Regions from separate parts of the Rattus norvegicus genome. Here regions 1 and 3 are each linked to region 2. The links are chromatin contacts, called in public Hi-C maps. All regions are on one chromosome and are shown on one strand. The core of a region is the stretch at or near the end of the contact, and the rest is flanking DNA. Distances in the headings are between cores, read along the strand shown.

Evidence for each region. A called contact is a pair of places that touch in the nucleus more often than the background predicts.
Region 1: a Hi-C map of the A7r5 cell line shows a contact between it and region 2, with 4 times the contacts expected there. The contact joins the enhancer-like site here to the promoter of Efnb1 in region 2. A contact is called at or near these places in 11 of 12 Hi-C or Micro-C datasets (the A7r5 cell line, the Rat2 cell line, Schwann cells and 7 more) and 1 of 1 datasets of contacts at active chromatin or transcription factors (oligodendrocytes).
Region 3: a contact with region 2 is called in a Hi-C map of Schwann cells, with 7 times the contacts expected there. The contact joins the promoter of Pja1 here to the promoter of Efnb1 in region 2. A contact is called at or near these places in 3 of 12 Hi-C or Micro-C datasets (Schwann cells, frontal cortex and mammary epithelial cells).

What each region holds. Positions count from the first base shown.
Region 1 is chrX:68,684,564-68,689,077 of GRCr8, forward strand. No RefSeq gene overlaps it. Among named protein-coding and RNA genes, the nearest start is that of Pja1, 61 kb to the left of the region's middle. Within about 2 kb of position 2,333, at least 10 of the 93 cell types and tissues checked have an H3K27ac peak or open chromatin away from gene starts, as enhancers often do. A contact at or near this core is called in the A7r5 cell line and hepatocytes, where this site is marked.
Region 2 is chrX:68,294,690-68,299,195 of GRCr8, forward strand. It overlaps Efnb1 (ephrin B1), which reads left to right and starts at 2,840. Exons shown (of 5, transcript NM_017089.3): 1 at 2,840-3,718. The coding sequence starts at 3,591.
Region 3 is chrX:68,623,864-68,628,345 of GRCr8, forward strand. Pja1 (praja ring finger ubiquitin ligase 1) reads right to left here and starts at 2,087. Exons shown (of 2, transcript NM_001398724.1): 1 at 2,007-2,087; 2 at 1-104.

The DNA of each region.
Region 1 (4,514 bases), core at 1,083-3,582, 390 kb after region 2:
AGCCTGGCTCTAGGGCCTAGCACAGATTACAAAGAAAGATCTTAGAGAAGCAAGCCCAAGCAGTTGAGTGCCTCTGGCTCCTGCCTCATGACCAAGGATGCAAGTATCTGTGAAAGCCTAGAAGACCCTGGACCTTGCTGGTCAGCTGCAAGCTGTTGGGGAATCTTGGCCTGCCCTGCCTGTCTGAGGCTCAGATTATCCTCCCTCCTCCCGAGGACTATGGCATTAACTGAGAGACAGCCATGTGCTGGGCACAACATGACATGCTCTGAGCTACTTCATATAATCTTCATGGTGACATCTGACAGTGGGAATTCCTCTTTTCTCAGGGTCTCTGAAACGTATTCATTCACAGAACCAATATTTACTGGGCAGTGATGTACCAGGCACTTGGCTAAATGCTGAAAATAACAACAGTGGGTGAGATCCTTTTACTTTTGGGGATTCCATTTTGTTTCTGGCCACAGAAGGAACTCTCTTGAAGTGATTGGGCTGAGCTATTCAGCCCTGCCCACGGGTTCCTATATCCTCCTGCCTCAGTTTCTCCCTACATGTGTAGATCCTCTTCACTGGAAGCACTCAGGTTGTCCTATGGTTGGTAGTGCCAGGAAGTGGGGAAAGCATTGTTCACATCTTGTCATCATGGCTCTTGCCCATTCACTCCACCCTTGTTTAATTGATTGGCAGCGACTTTCCTTTAAATGGGCTTACTTCGGGACAACACAAACCTTTGAGGCTTACCTCTGTGCCAAACTGCAAGGTCCATTGTATCTGTTGTCTGGTCTAGTTCTGTTGTCTTCCTAATAAACCTTCAAGTGAGTATGTCCAGCTGTGGCTGTGGCTGTGGTTGTGGCTCCCTGGTAGAATGCCGACCTAGTGTGTGCAAGCCCCAGCACACAAAAATAAGTTAGTTATTCACGCCATAAGAGTGTTTATTTATGTGCCACTTACAATCTGATAATGCCAGTCACATGAATGTGCTCTGGGGAAGGATGAGGACAAACAGTATGAGTCCCCCTGCTTCATGGAGGAGAATGTCACCTATGTCAAGAAGCAGCTTTGGTAAACCCTGAGCATACTGGGTTCAGAAATACCCCACTGGAAAGCAGTGTGGTATAGGAGAGACTCCAGGAAGAGATGAGGAAGAAGGGTAGTGGCCAGTGGTGAGGCCCTTATAATGTGAATGATGCTTCCCAAGCTCCCCAGTACCTGATCAATCACCAATTTACAGAAGACCTGAGAAAGATGCAATGAGAGGTCTAGGGCTGGAGCACCATTGAGGAAGCCTGGCAATGTTTCTACATTATGCAAATTCTGTGTGCCCTTAATATGATAGCACAGTTCAGGCCAAATCTATTCATATTTGATAAGATTGGAGAGCCTGGATCATGGTGGCTCCCTGGCCCTGACCAAATAATTTCATTGTACCTCACTTTCCCCATTTGAAGAAAGAGGACCTTCCTTACACCATGGCTCTGAGGAGTAGCTGACACAAAATGTATGAATGGAGCCTCACCCAAATATTATCCTGACTATTCAAAGAATTCAGTACACATGCTTTGGCTCCTTTGGTTTGTAAGGCAATGTTCCAAGCATCTGACTGTGGCGGGGAGGGGGGAGGGAAGGGGGAGGGGTGTGAAGGGGTGTGAGATGAGCACAGTGCTGTCCTTACAGCTGAGGAGCCAAAACAGACAAACTGTTTGGCTTGATCCCTATGAAATGGCCAACATTCAACCAGCTTTTGGCCCACAACCCAGTACTACTCTGACGTCCGGATCAGAGAGCAAAGTAAGCACAAAACAGGATGGGGGAGGGGAGAGACTTTCTGGAAGAATAAGGGCTGGCTCCTCCAATCAGTCTGCTTCCAGAGACTTGAAGGTCTTGAAGGGGTGGGCTGCAGTGGGCTGAGAGTCAGGCAGCCAAGCCTGCCAGGCTGGAAGTATCGAAGGGCAGTTGAGCCCAGGGAGCTGGGTGGGACTCGTTGTGGAGGGTCTTAGCTGGTGACTTTGAAATTGAGCCTTAGGGGTTGGCAAACAGAAGCTGCTATCGTTCCTTCATGTTTAGTGAGCTGAGTAGCCCAAAGTGGTCCAGCAGCTTTGTAACTCTGCCACAGGAAGCAGTGGTGGCAGCAGGAGAAACTAGCCAAAAAAGGAAGGTTCTGGAAGGGAGCTGGGAAAATGTATTCTTGAATGGCCAAGAGAGGCTGAGGAATGTTTTCCCCTGGAGACCTTGTAGGGAAGTCTTTAATAAAGTCTGGTTCTAGAACTGTTCTGCCCAGAGGCCCTGGACCAGATGACCTATTTGGGATCTTTCCAGTCTGCAGCTTAGGTGATCTCATAGTTCCTTATTCCTCCGGATAGGGTAACCTCTCCCAATCACACTCATTGGGGTTATTCCTCCCCTTAGAGATCCCAGGTTCCCAGAGCCACAGCTCTTCCGGTTGATGATTCACAACATTGTCAGCAAAATCATGCCAGTGTCTAGCCGCCATCCTCCTTGCTGTCAGCCTGAGTCAGCAGAGCTGTTCTCCCAATGTCCCTTAGAGGTGATAAAGCATAGATTAGCCCACCGAGACAAGATACACCTCACCAGTACAGTGGATTTTTAACTCAAAGAGCCTGGATCTGGGTCTTGGCAAGTTGTATGAGCTTGAGAAAGTCTTTTATGGGCAGGGAGTAAGTAAACTGACATTTGTGGATTGTTACTAGATGCTCTATACTTATTTACTGGATGAATCTGATAGAGGCATTATCTTTATTTCATGGGAAGGGGAGTTGAGCGAGGCTCCATGCTGCTCACCACTTATTCACGGTCCAACTGCTAAGTCCTATAGCTACAGTTGAAGGAAGGTTCATACCTTAGAGTCTGGTGACAGCTGCTGCTTTATCATGCACAGTCTTGGTTTCTACTACCTATAAACTGGTGGATGAATTTTCTAGGAGGAGTCAAAAGATATGTATCTGCAGGGTATGATGGCATATGCCTGCACTCCAGTAGTAGGGGCAAGAGGATCAAGAGTTTGAGGCTAGCTTGGGCTGTATAGTATAACCTGGTCTCAAAAGTCAAAACAAAACTCCCTACATATGGCACGGGAGGGACATATGTACCAAAAAGTGCAGCTACTAAGAATTGTAAAGCTCAACCCTAGCCACACCTCTAGGCTTCTTTACTTTGGTCGTTTCCGTTTCAGTTCTTACTTCATTGGATGGTCATATACATATACATGGCAGCGTGAGGAATGGAACCGTAGGGCCTTGTGCATGCTATGCAAGTACTCTACCATTGAGTCATCCCAGCCCTGTCAAGCCTTTCTTTAGTATGTTTGCTTGCCTCATTCACTTGGGAGCATCTCCAGGGCGTGCTGCCTGCCCTGGCTCGTGGTAGCGTGCAAGAAGCCCAGCTTAAGTGGCTGGTGGATGCGCAGCTTTCCTCTGACTTGTAATGCCTTTTTAGAGTTCCAATTGCCCTCCCTCCTCTCAGCTGCAGACCCATAATCTGCACACAGAAGCTAGCATCCTCCCTCCTACCTGCCGCCAGTCATGCTGACCTTGGCCAGCTGGATCCCAGTCTTCAGCATGTAGCTTTAGCCTCTTTGAAAGCTCTTTACACAATTCTATTGCTCTACCGTTGCCAGGCTACTGATCAAATAAATGACATGCTTCGGTTATGCTCATATGCTGTACACTTTCCTAATTCTGTACCCTGGCTCCAGTGCTTTGACAGAATGTCCTTGCTCATCCAATGTCCCCATTTGTGAAGTCCCTCCTGACCGCTCACTTTCAACATCCCATGCATCCCCACCACAAAGCAATAACATTTACCGGGCTCCTCATACCTTCTACCTTCTGAGGACTTAACTGCATCCCATTGTGTGACCACAGGCAAGCTCCTACCTCTATTCTGGGTCTTGGTCTCCAATCTCTACCCGTGTCCAGTGACTCCCCCCAAATTTGCCTTTTATGATCTGGCCTTTGGAAAGGTTATGAGGTGACAAGTCACAAAAAAAGAGTCCCAAGTAGGCCCTTCGAGGCTTGACAGCATGTGCTTCACTCCCGGACCTACAAATCAGCTTTTCAGATATTACATGCTAATTGGCTTGCTTAATAAAGGGATAAATAAATATCTACTTAACATGATTACTGTCAGAGTCCTGAGCTCCAGAGCCTTTCCATCCTTGGGGTTTTACTACAGGAGAAGCTAATTAGCTCTAATTAGGCAACTCCCAGGTGCCCCAGAAAGAGAAAATGGGGGGGGAGGAAGGCAGGTGGGGAAGGGGCAGGAAAGGGACATATCTCACCCATTCTTCCCTCCCGTGCAGTCTACTCAGGCCTGGCCTACTACAGACTCTTCAGGTACCTGGTTCAGAACTTCATCCAGCTGAGATCAGGGAAGGAAACATTTGGAGAAGCTACTAGGCACCATGTTCTCTGCACAATCTCATTTGATTCTCATAGTGAAGCAAGAATTAGTTGTGGCCCTACTCTGTGGATGGGGAAATTGGGATGGGGAAATTA
Region 2 (4,506 bases), core at 1,590-4,089:
GTCTGTGTGTCTCTCTGTGTGTGTGTCTGTGTGTCTGTGTGTGTATGTGTGTGTGTGTCTGTGTGTTTCTGTGTGTGTGTGTCTGTGTCTGTGTGTCTGTGTGTGTGTCTGTCTCTCTCTCTCTCTCTCTCTCTCTCTCTCTCTCTCTGTGTGTGTGTGTGTGTGTGTGTGTGTGTGTGTGTGCTGATACGATGACCTGGAAGTCTTAGATTGGGACAGTCTGTGGACTAGTAAGAGCTTGGGTAAAAAAATATAGCATTCTCCACAGATTCTGCCTTCCTCCCAGGATCCCCTAGAGAATTACTTTTCTTCCTTAGTCAGTGAACCTGGATCTCTACAACTGAGAACCTGCCAGGGTCAGGCAAGGGAGGAAACTTTGCAGCTGCTGGCCCTGATTGAAGCAGAGAGTACACATCTAGTCTAGCCATGCTCCTGAGGTTCCTGTAGCTAGTGTGGGCAGGCTGAGGCAGAGGGACAGTGGTATGACCAGAGATGAGCAGTGTTGGACAAGTCTGGACCTAAGAGTTCTGTCCTCATCTTCCATTGCCCCTTCTGCCCAGACTTAGATGTTGGCACACTCGGAAACTACTTCTGTCTTCCTCAGTTTCCCAAGTCCGGTAGCTCCCATTTAGTGTGGGGCTGTCCTCTGGAAAGGCACAAGACACGTTGGCCATGAAAAGGAAAAATCTGGGGCCAGTTTGGGCTTAGCACTAGTGATCCTGTCTGAGAAGACCTTTGCTCTAAGGCTAAAATGAACAACCTGTCCTTAGTCTAGTGACCTTCTGAGACCTGTGAGGGAAAAGCAGTGGTCTGGCCATCCTGAAGGCCATGATTTTCCAGGAACCTCGAAGTTTGTAATTTTCCATGAGCCAAGAGAGTGGGGATTCATGGAGCAGCTGCAAGCGGGTCCATCTGGATTGTATAAGAGAATGGTCATAGGACTGGGGACAGAGATACCAGGAATGACCCCAGGGGATAGGACAGGCTACATCAAGCCTGAGCCTTACTTTCCCTCTGAAGTAAAAACAGGGATAGCAGAGCTGATTTCAAAGGGTGGTGAAAGAAAATCATCTACAGTGGTCCTTGATGCCGCGTAGATATTTTGTAAGCAGCTGGCTGCTTTCTAGATTCCCATCTGGAAGCCCTTTGATGGTGTGGGTCTCAGGTGGACTGCTGGTATGTCTTTCTACCTTCTATCTCTCCTTGATCTGCTTACATCCCAGGGCAGAGTCCAGGGAAAACAATGATCCTAGACTGTGTACCCAGAACCATCGAATGTTGCAAGGTCTCCAGCTCCGAAGGTACAAGAAGCTCAGTTTCTTCCTCCTTACTTTCCCCCACAGAGCTGCCCCCATTACAACGACAGAGATCGTTACATGAGGCAGTGAAGGACGCCATAGCTCAGTCTCCCTCGAGTAAGTTAATAGACATGGAACTCATATAAATGGCAGAGCCCCTAAAGAATGGGGCTCAATTATCTCCTTAGAGAAGCAACAAGAAGGAGCTGGACTTTGGTTCTTGGTAGAGACCTTGCCTAGTAAGCCTAAGGCCCTAAGTTACAGAATCCCGATTCGTTAAGAAGAGAAAGAGAAGAGGGAGCAGCTGAGGAGAAAAAGGAGGGGCTCGTAGAGGAAGGCTTTCTAACTTCTGTAGTTCTCAACCCAGATCTTTCCCCCCAGATCTCTTCCACCTTTCTTACACCGACACCAAGTGGTGGCTCTTGTCTCTGTGCTCTGAGTGCCAGACTTGCTTGTCAGGCTCCGGGTGGGAGGCCTCCGCTTGTCCCAGGAGCCCGCAAGTCTATAGAAGGCCAGCAGAGGGAGACATTAGCACGTGGGTACGTCCGCTGGGACCTGAGGAAGGCGAGTAGGTCAGACCGGGAGGGTCTGAGCTATGGGATTGAGCCAAATTATAAGCAAAGAGACAAGGAGGGGCGGAGAGAATGGGCCAGTGCTGGGAGACAAAGACCCAGATGGTGAGGCCGAGGCCTGGAAAGGCTGGAGTCCGGGATCTCAGGGCCCAGATGCCTGCTTTTGCTCTTTCAAAAGGCTTCTCTTCTGCTCCTTTCCCCGGTCCTGGAGCTTTCTGTATAGTTTGTGACCTCTTGTCCCTACTTACCTACCCAGGTCCTTTCCTGTGCCTTCAGACAGGACTGACTAAATCTGCGTGCTCGGAGTCGGGGTGGAGGGTCCCAAAGGGCTCACTCTCAAAGATGAAATTTTTGAAAGCTTGGTTCACTAGATGCAAATAAATTCCTCCTCCCCTTTGGACACAATACTTTTTCTGAGTCTCCACCACCCATAGCTATCACTCTTGTGGTTAAAGCAAAGAAGGAGTGCATTGCGAGGACAGAAAGACCGCCCAACGGAGTGTGGATAGTGGACTGGGAGTAGGCAGGCTGACAGAAGTGGGCACAGAGTGGGATTCTGGGACTGGTATGCGAGTATGCGCATGGGGGGTGTTTGTGTGTGTAAAAAGAACGCAAGAACGGTGCTTTCTGGAGGTACTTGGGACAGGGCTTGTCTGGTCTAGGTCAGTAGACATAAAGGAGAGCAGGCCAGCAGCTTTTGGGAAGCACCAACTTCTTAAGAACTCCCTGGGAACTAGACTAAGCGCGACACAACCACAGCCGCAAGAGTCGCACATTCTTATTAGTGCCATCGAGAGAGCAGCGTCCTTAAGAGCTCCCCGAAGCCCCACCCCTTCCTGCTCTGTGGGCGTGGTATGGGGCAAGGACCCCGTCACAGAGCTTTCTATTGGTTCGAAGGAGCAGGGTTGGCCTTGTACTCGCCTGAGCAGGAGAGTAGAAAGCTCAGCGGCAGCGGAGGGAGTCGATGCGCGCTGGACAGCAGTGGGGGGTGTGTGAGATTCGCACTGACTGCCGACACTCCGGCTCAATCGCCGGGGATTAAGGACTTGGCGACCCGGCTGCCGGGCTGCCCGGCCGAGGCTTCAGAGGCGCAAATTGATGGGACTGATTTGCTCAGTAGGGCCGTACTAGTCTTTTAAGTATACTGAGAAGGGCCGGTGCTAAAGTAGAAGCTGTCGTGGGACGCGCCGGCGCGGAGTCCCACAGTGGCCCGGAGGAACGGAGTCCGTGCTAGGGGGACCCAGTCCGGAGCCTGGGGACCGAGCTCGCATTGTTGGGAGACAACCCGCCTCTTCTTCCCAGAGGCGTCAATCCCAGGACGGTCGAGGCGTCGGGGCAACCACTGAGCGCTCTGCAGAGAGACCCGGTCGGGGAGAGGACTCGCAGTCTCAAACAGTCTGGGAGAGCCGATCGGAATCCGGCGGGATCACTCGGGGGCGGCGAGCCCCCGTCGCGCCTCGTGCGGCGGAGAGGCCAGGGGAGAAAGTCCTCCGAGGCAGCAGTCCATGCGCGGGTTGGGGACGCCTGCCCAGTGAATCCTCCTGGCCAGCCGGGCGCAGGAGAGCGACCCCGAGGCCGGCGGGAGGAGAGTGCTTCAAGGCCGGCGGCTGCGGAGGATGGGCGCCTAAGTGGCTCCGAGCGCTGCGCGGCAAGGGCAGGCGAGGCGAGCTTTGCTGAGGAGGTGCTAGGGGATCCTGAAGTGCATCCTGCCCCCGGGAAAATGGCCCGGCCTGGGCAGCGTTGGCTCAGCAAGTGGCTTGTGGCTATGGTCGTGCTGACGCTGTGCCGGCTTGCCACGCCGTTGGCCAAGAACCTGGAGCCCGTGTCCTGGAGCTCTCTTAACCCTAAGTGAGTAACTTATCTACTCTGGTCCCTGGGGGTGGGAGGCACTTCTTTGGGGTTGAGGTCGGACACCCCCAAGTGCCTGTGGGGGGGGATTGTCCGTAGGAGGCCTATTTTATATCTGGCCTTTTCTGGTGTTTTCTTGCGGGCAGTTGGGGTAAGATGCAGAAGGGTGGGGTGGGGGCACTTAGCTGGGTTTCGACCCTTCGGTTCAGCCCTAGCCTCCTCAAGTCCGGATCGAGTCCGTTGGTCACACCAGGCAGATAGAATGTCTGGGCGCTCCAGAGCGCACCCGAGAGCTGGGTGGGGGCGAGTAAGCAGCCCACTCCAGGGCCTCTGGGAACGTGGTGGATTTCGCTCACAGCCACTCCATGGGTGAGATCGACCTGAGCAAGGGACCAGGCCAGAACACAGGTTCCTCATTTGCTTAGGTGTCAGGTCGGCTCGGGACCTAGCGCCCCGGGGCGAGTGGCAGCATCTGTATCCCTTCTCCAGCTTCTCCTATTTTCATTTGTCTTTCTTCCCTGTCTGTTTGCCTCCCTGTCTTTCTCTTTGCCGTCTCTTCTTGCACACCCCCCCCCCATTTCTCTCTGCCGGGGAGGTAGAAAGGCGGGCGCTGCTTCCAGGCTCACAAAGGCGTCGGGTGGAGAAGGGCGGAGTGGAAGAGGGTTTGTTTGAGGAGGGGGTTCGATCCAGTGCCCGTCGGGGGTCCAATTGAGCTAGGCACCAGAGCCTCTTCTAGATCCAGTCAGGTCTGAGAATGGTAGTGGAGGCAGCGAGGGAGGTGGGTGCGG
Region 3 (4,482 bases), core at 837-3,336, 330 kb after region 2:
AACATCTATTTTTTTCCTTCAGGAGGCAGGTAATAGACTGATAGGGGCCCTTTAAAAATCAGTCTTCTAAGGCCTGAGGTAGCATTCCAGTGACTGCTGTGGACCTGGAACACATATTTAATGTTTGCAAAATGATTACAAGACTGGGTTTACAAGAAAGCCAGAAAGTGGAGACTAAGACAAAGTGTATGTGGAGGGAGGGGTGGGGGTGTGGTGTGACACAAGGTGACTGAATACTTTGAAGGTAGGTGTGCTCTGCAATTATGGGAAGAGTAAAGACAGCTGTGAGGGTTTTTGGTGAGGGGGTGTCATTTTCTGAGAATTTCATATATTAGGGAATAATACAATTTAGGATGGAACTGAAAATATAGTTCACTGTGCATGCATGAGTGCCAGGGTCTGTCAGGAGAGACAAGTGAATGGGGGACTAGCAATCCTGCAATGCAGGGATTTCTGTAGGGGTGGGTGCATGTGGGTGTGAAAGACACGGAAATGGGCGGGGTGGCTTCAGAAAGGAAGGCTGTAAGAGAGAAAGAGAAGGGTCACTGTTCCCATTAAGTATGGCAGCTGGAACTGTAGAGGGAAGCCTGCATTTATGTGCTGCGTTATCACGGTCAAGGAAGTGCGAGGGGATCAGTAAGGAGAGTGTCGAAGAGCCAATCCAGGAGGGAGCCAACAAGGACAGCAGAAAGCAGAGAGGATGTATGTGACGGCTGGAACACAGAGGCCAGCAAGCAGGAAAGGGGTAGTGTCCCCAGAGGATTTCTGTGTGAAGGTGCAGTATGGTACAGAGAAAGGGAGAAAAGGACATTTGAGAAGAGTGTGTAAGCCAGCTTCTTGTGTGTACACATATACATGGTACGCAATAAAAAGATGAAGATGTCTTTATATGTGTGTACGTAGCTAGCAGACACGGACAAGGGAGGCCTTTTCCAGGAGGGGGAGAACAGGAGAAAGAGGGATAGGGAGGGGGAGAAGGGAGAGAGAACAGAGAGGAGAGAGAGGAGGGAGACGGAAGAGGGAGAGAGGGAGGGAGGGAGGGAGATGGGAGAGGAGAGCGAGGGGGGAGGAAGGGGGAGAGAGAGGGAGGGGAGAGAGAAGAGGAGAGAGGGAGGGGGAGAGAGGGAGGAGGCATTCAAAGGAGGGGTCAGAGGAGGATGGGGAAGATTCTAGAGGTATGCGTGTCAGAGCAGGAGGAGGGGTAGAGGTATGCGGGTCAGAGTAGGAGGAGAGAGAAGATTCTAGAGGTAAGAGTTGGGTGGGGGGAGAGAAGGAACTAGAAGGTGTGTGAGAGGGTGTGTGCGTGCCCGTTTGGCGCATGCGCAGTGTGGAACTCACTGGAACCTTGAGGATGCAGGGACAGGGACCAGACTGCAAAGGAGGGCTCTATGTGTGTGTGTGTGTGTGTGTGCGCGCGCGCGTGCCCGTGAAAATGCGTATGCGCACGCGTGCGTGTTCGATACAGAGGAGGGGGTGCAATGTCATAATAAGACAGGAATACGTTATTAGCTCAAAGGGCAAACGCAAATCAATGTGGCAGGGCAAAAGAAAGAAAAGGACGCGTAGGAACCGTGGTTTACCCTTAGAATATTATTTATCTTCTAATAATTCTTTTTCTGGGCACATATCTGTACCTAATAATCTTAGCCATGTGTCATTCGACAAAACAGCAGTAAAATGCGAGGAAGAAAGGCCATAGAGTGCTCTGCAAAGAGGCCAAGAGCACTGCAAGGAGAGACAGGTAGGAGTGGCAGAGGGCCGTGACCACCAGTTCTCTCTCAAACAGCCATGAAGGCAATTCGGCCTGGGGCCCACGCAACAGGGGCTGGGCAGCAAGGGATGCGGTCCCCGAAGAGGCCATAGGCCTCGGCGTGTGGTCAAGTCCCCTCTGCCCCACCCCGCTCCCGAGACGAACCCGCAAAGGGGTCATTGGGATTCTGCTTGTGCCCACCCAGCAGCACTCTCCCACCAGCCCGGGCTACTGCCACAGGCCGCCTCACACTCACCTTCCTGGCCAGTCGCGCGCTCAGAGCTGCAGAGCTGTCGGACCTCTGGACGCCACCACCACTGCTGCTGCTCCGGGTCTCGGCTCCTCCCCCGCTAAAGAGCACTAGGGCAGGCGGGGACTGCGGCGGCGGAAGTGGTTGTGACGTCAGCGCGCGTCCGCCCCCTTGATGTGGCGGGGGCGGCTGCTGCCCTCTGTGAATTGGGGTGGGCTCAAAAGCGTCATTTCGTTCGAAACGCTGTGATTTTTCAGGGGAACAAAAAAAAAAAAGGCATCGAGAACTGTAACCGCATTAACAAATGTTAAACATTTGCCACCTTCCCTTCCGTTTTTTTTCCTAATAAAATGAAATCCGAAGATTCTGATTAATTCTAACGTGAGAGTTAATTACCTTACTATATCATATCCTATGTTCAAATGCTATGGTTTGTCTGGGGATTTAAAATCTGAAGCGGTGTTCAGGGTTGCAGTAGAAACGTCACATTTTCAAAACCTGGTGTTTGAGGCAAACAGAAGGTGTTTACAGGAAAATCTGGTGCTGTTCCTCACAAAACCAGGCTTGTCTATGCAAGAAATGATCGTTCATTACATGCGGCACAGGTTCACATATTGTGAATTGCACCACATTTTCAAAATGTCACAGATTGTGTCGTAGTGGCGTATGCCTTAAATCCCAGCACCAGGGGGGCAGAGGCAGAAAAACCTTGAATTTGAAGCCAGCCTGGTCTAAAGAGCAAGTTCCAGGACAGCTAGGGATACACAGAAAAACCCTGTTTTGAAAAATCAATCAATCAATCAATCAATCAATCAACCAATCAATCAATCAAACAAACCAACAAACAAACAAGGTCACAGATAAGCTTTCCTTGAACTCTTTAAATTGCCCTGATACTTAGAACATTCAATGTAGAGTCCCTGCATTTCCAGCAGTAGCAAAGATTTGCACGTACAGGAAATACAGTGTGTAGTAGAACAAAAGTGCTCAAGGGTGACAATACAAATAGTATGGGTAATTTCTATTACAAGAATACTATGGGAACCGAAGGGGAAAATATCGAGCAAGGGGCAAGAAACAAGGAGAGGGTGGGCAAGAACAAAGGGTATAGAAAGAAACCAACAGGAGCCAACCCACACGTGGCAGTGTGTGCTATGGACCAGGATCTATATAAAACCCAACTCAGCCTACATGCTGGCTCTTGTCTTTGATCCCAGCCCTGCAGAGGCAGAGGCAGGAGGATTTCTGGTTTGTTTTTGTTCCTTCGTTTTTTGTACTGTTTTGTTTGTTTTTGTGGCCAGCCTTGTCTACATGGGGGACTTCCAGGGCAGCCAGGGTTACAAAAAGAAGAAAAAGAGCACTTATTTTTTTTTCCTTTTTGAGAGGGGGTGGGGTGGGGTAGGGTGTGGGAGGGTTTGTTGTAGTTATTGTCAGAGAAGTTCTCATTATGTATCTCAGGCTTGCCCTGAACTTTCTAGGTTGCTGAAGGTTGCACATTAAAATTGGCAAGACGGATCTACAAGTAAGTAAAAAAAAAAAGTGTTGAGAATACCATAGTCATTTTAGAAAACAAAAGAGGTAGAGTAATCATAAAATGTATGTGTCAAACAATGGAATTTCAAAATGCACAAAGCCATCAGGAAGTGAACTATTGTAGAAGCCTTAACCCACACTTTCGTGCTATAGACACATCAAATGGTCTAAATAACTAAAGACACAAGGAGACAGAACAACACAGTTACTAAGCTGGGGCTAACATGTATGCATTTTTCTACTCGAAAGGGTTAAGTTTTTTTTTATTAAAAATACTCATTAAAAACAGGAAAATATACGGTATAAAATTTCTATTGGAATCCCTCTGTCACATAGAGCAACTTTTACTTTCATTTAAGCTTCAGAGCCCCTGGTTATGAAACAAGAGAATTACAGCTGAAGTTTTGGCTCCATCCAATTCACCTTACCGTCTTTCCTTAAATAGGTAGCATTTGGAAACTTGTATTTTCCTGTGCACACTGTACATTATTGTTCATTTTATTTTAAATTAGAGACACCATATCTTAAAACTTTATGAAATATTATCTTTAGAAAGTTGGCAATATTGATAGATGCAGCTCTGAGTCATGTATTTTAACTATTAAATGCTATTGTGTCAAATATGGTATGACTAGAATATTCCATGGTAAGGAATTCCACTGCACAAATTATGCAATATGTGTATCTTTTTCGCTACTAATGGATTTGGATCATTTCTGTCCAATGAGATTATGAGAAATCAATGAACACCTTAGTATATATAGCTCCTTGTATCCTTCTCCAGGGTACTTTTCATCTCAACCTACGGTGTTCTGAAAGTTTACTCTTCTTGGCCCTCCTGGAGGATGAGTCTGACTTCCCCCAGTGGGCTACCCTTGGATAAAACTGCTTTTGCCTTTAATAGATGCCTGTTTATTCTGGTAAGCTGGTCCCAGTGTCAACATTTTTA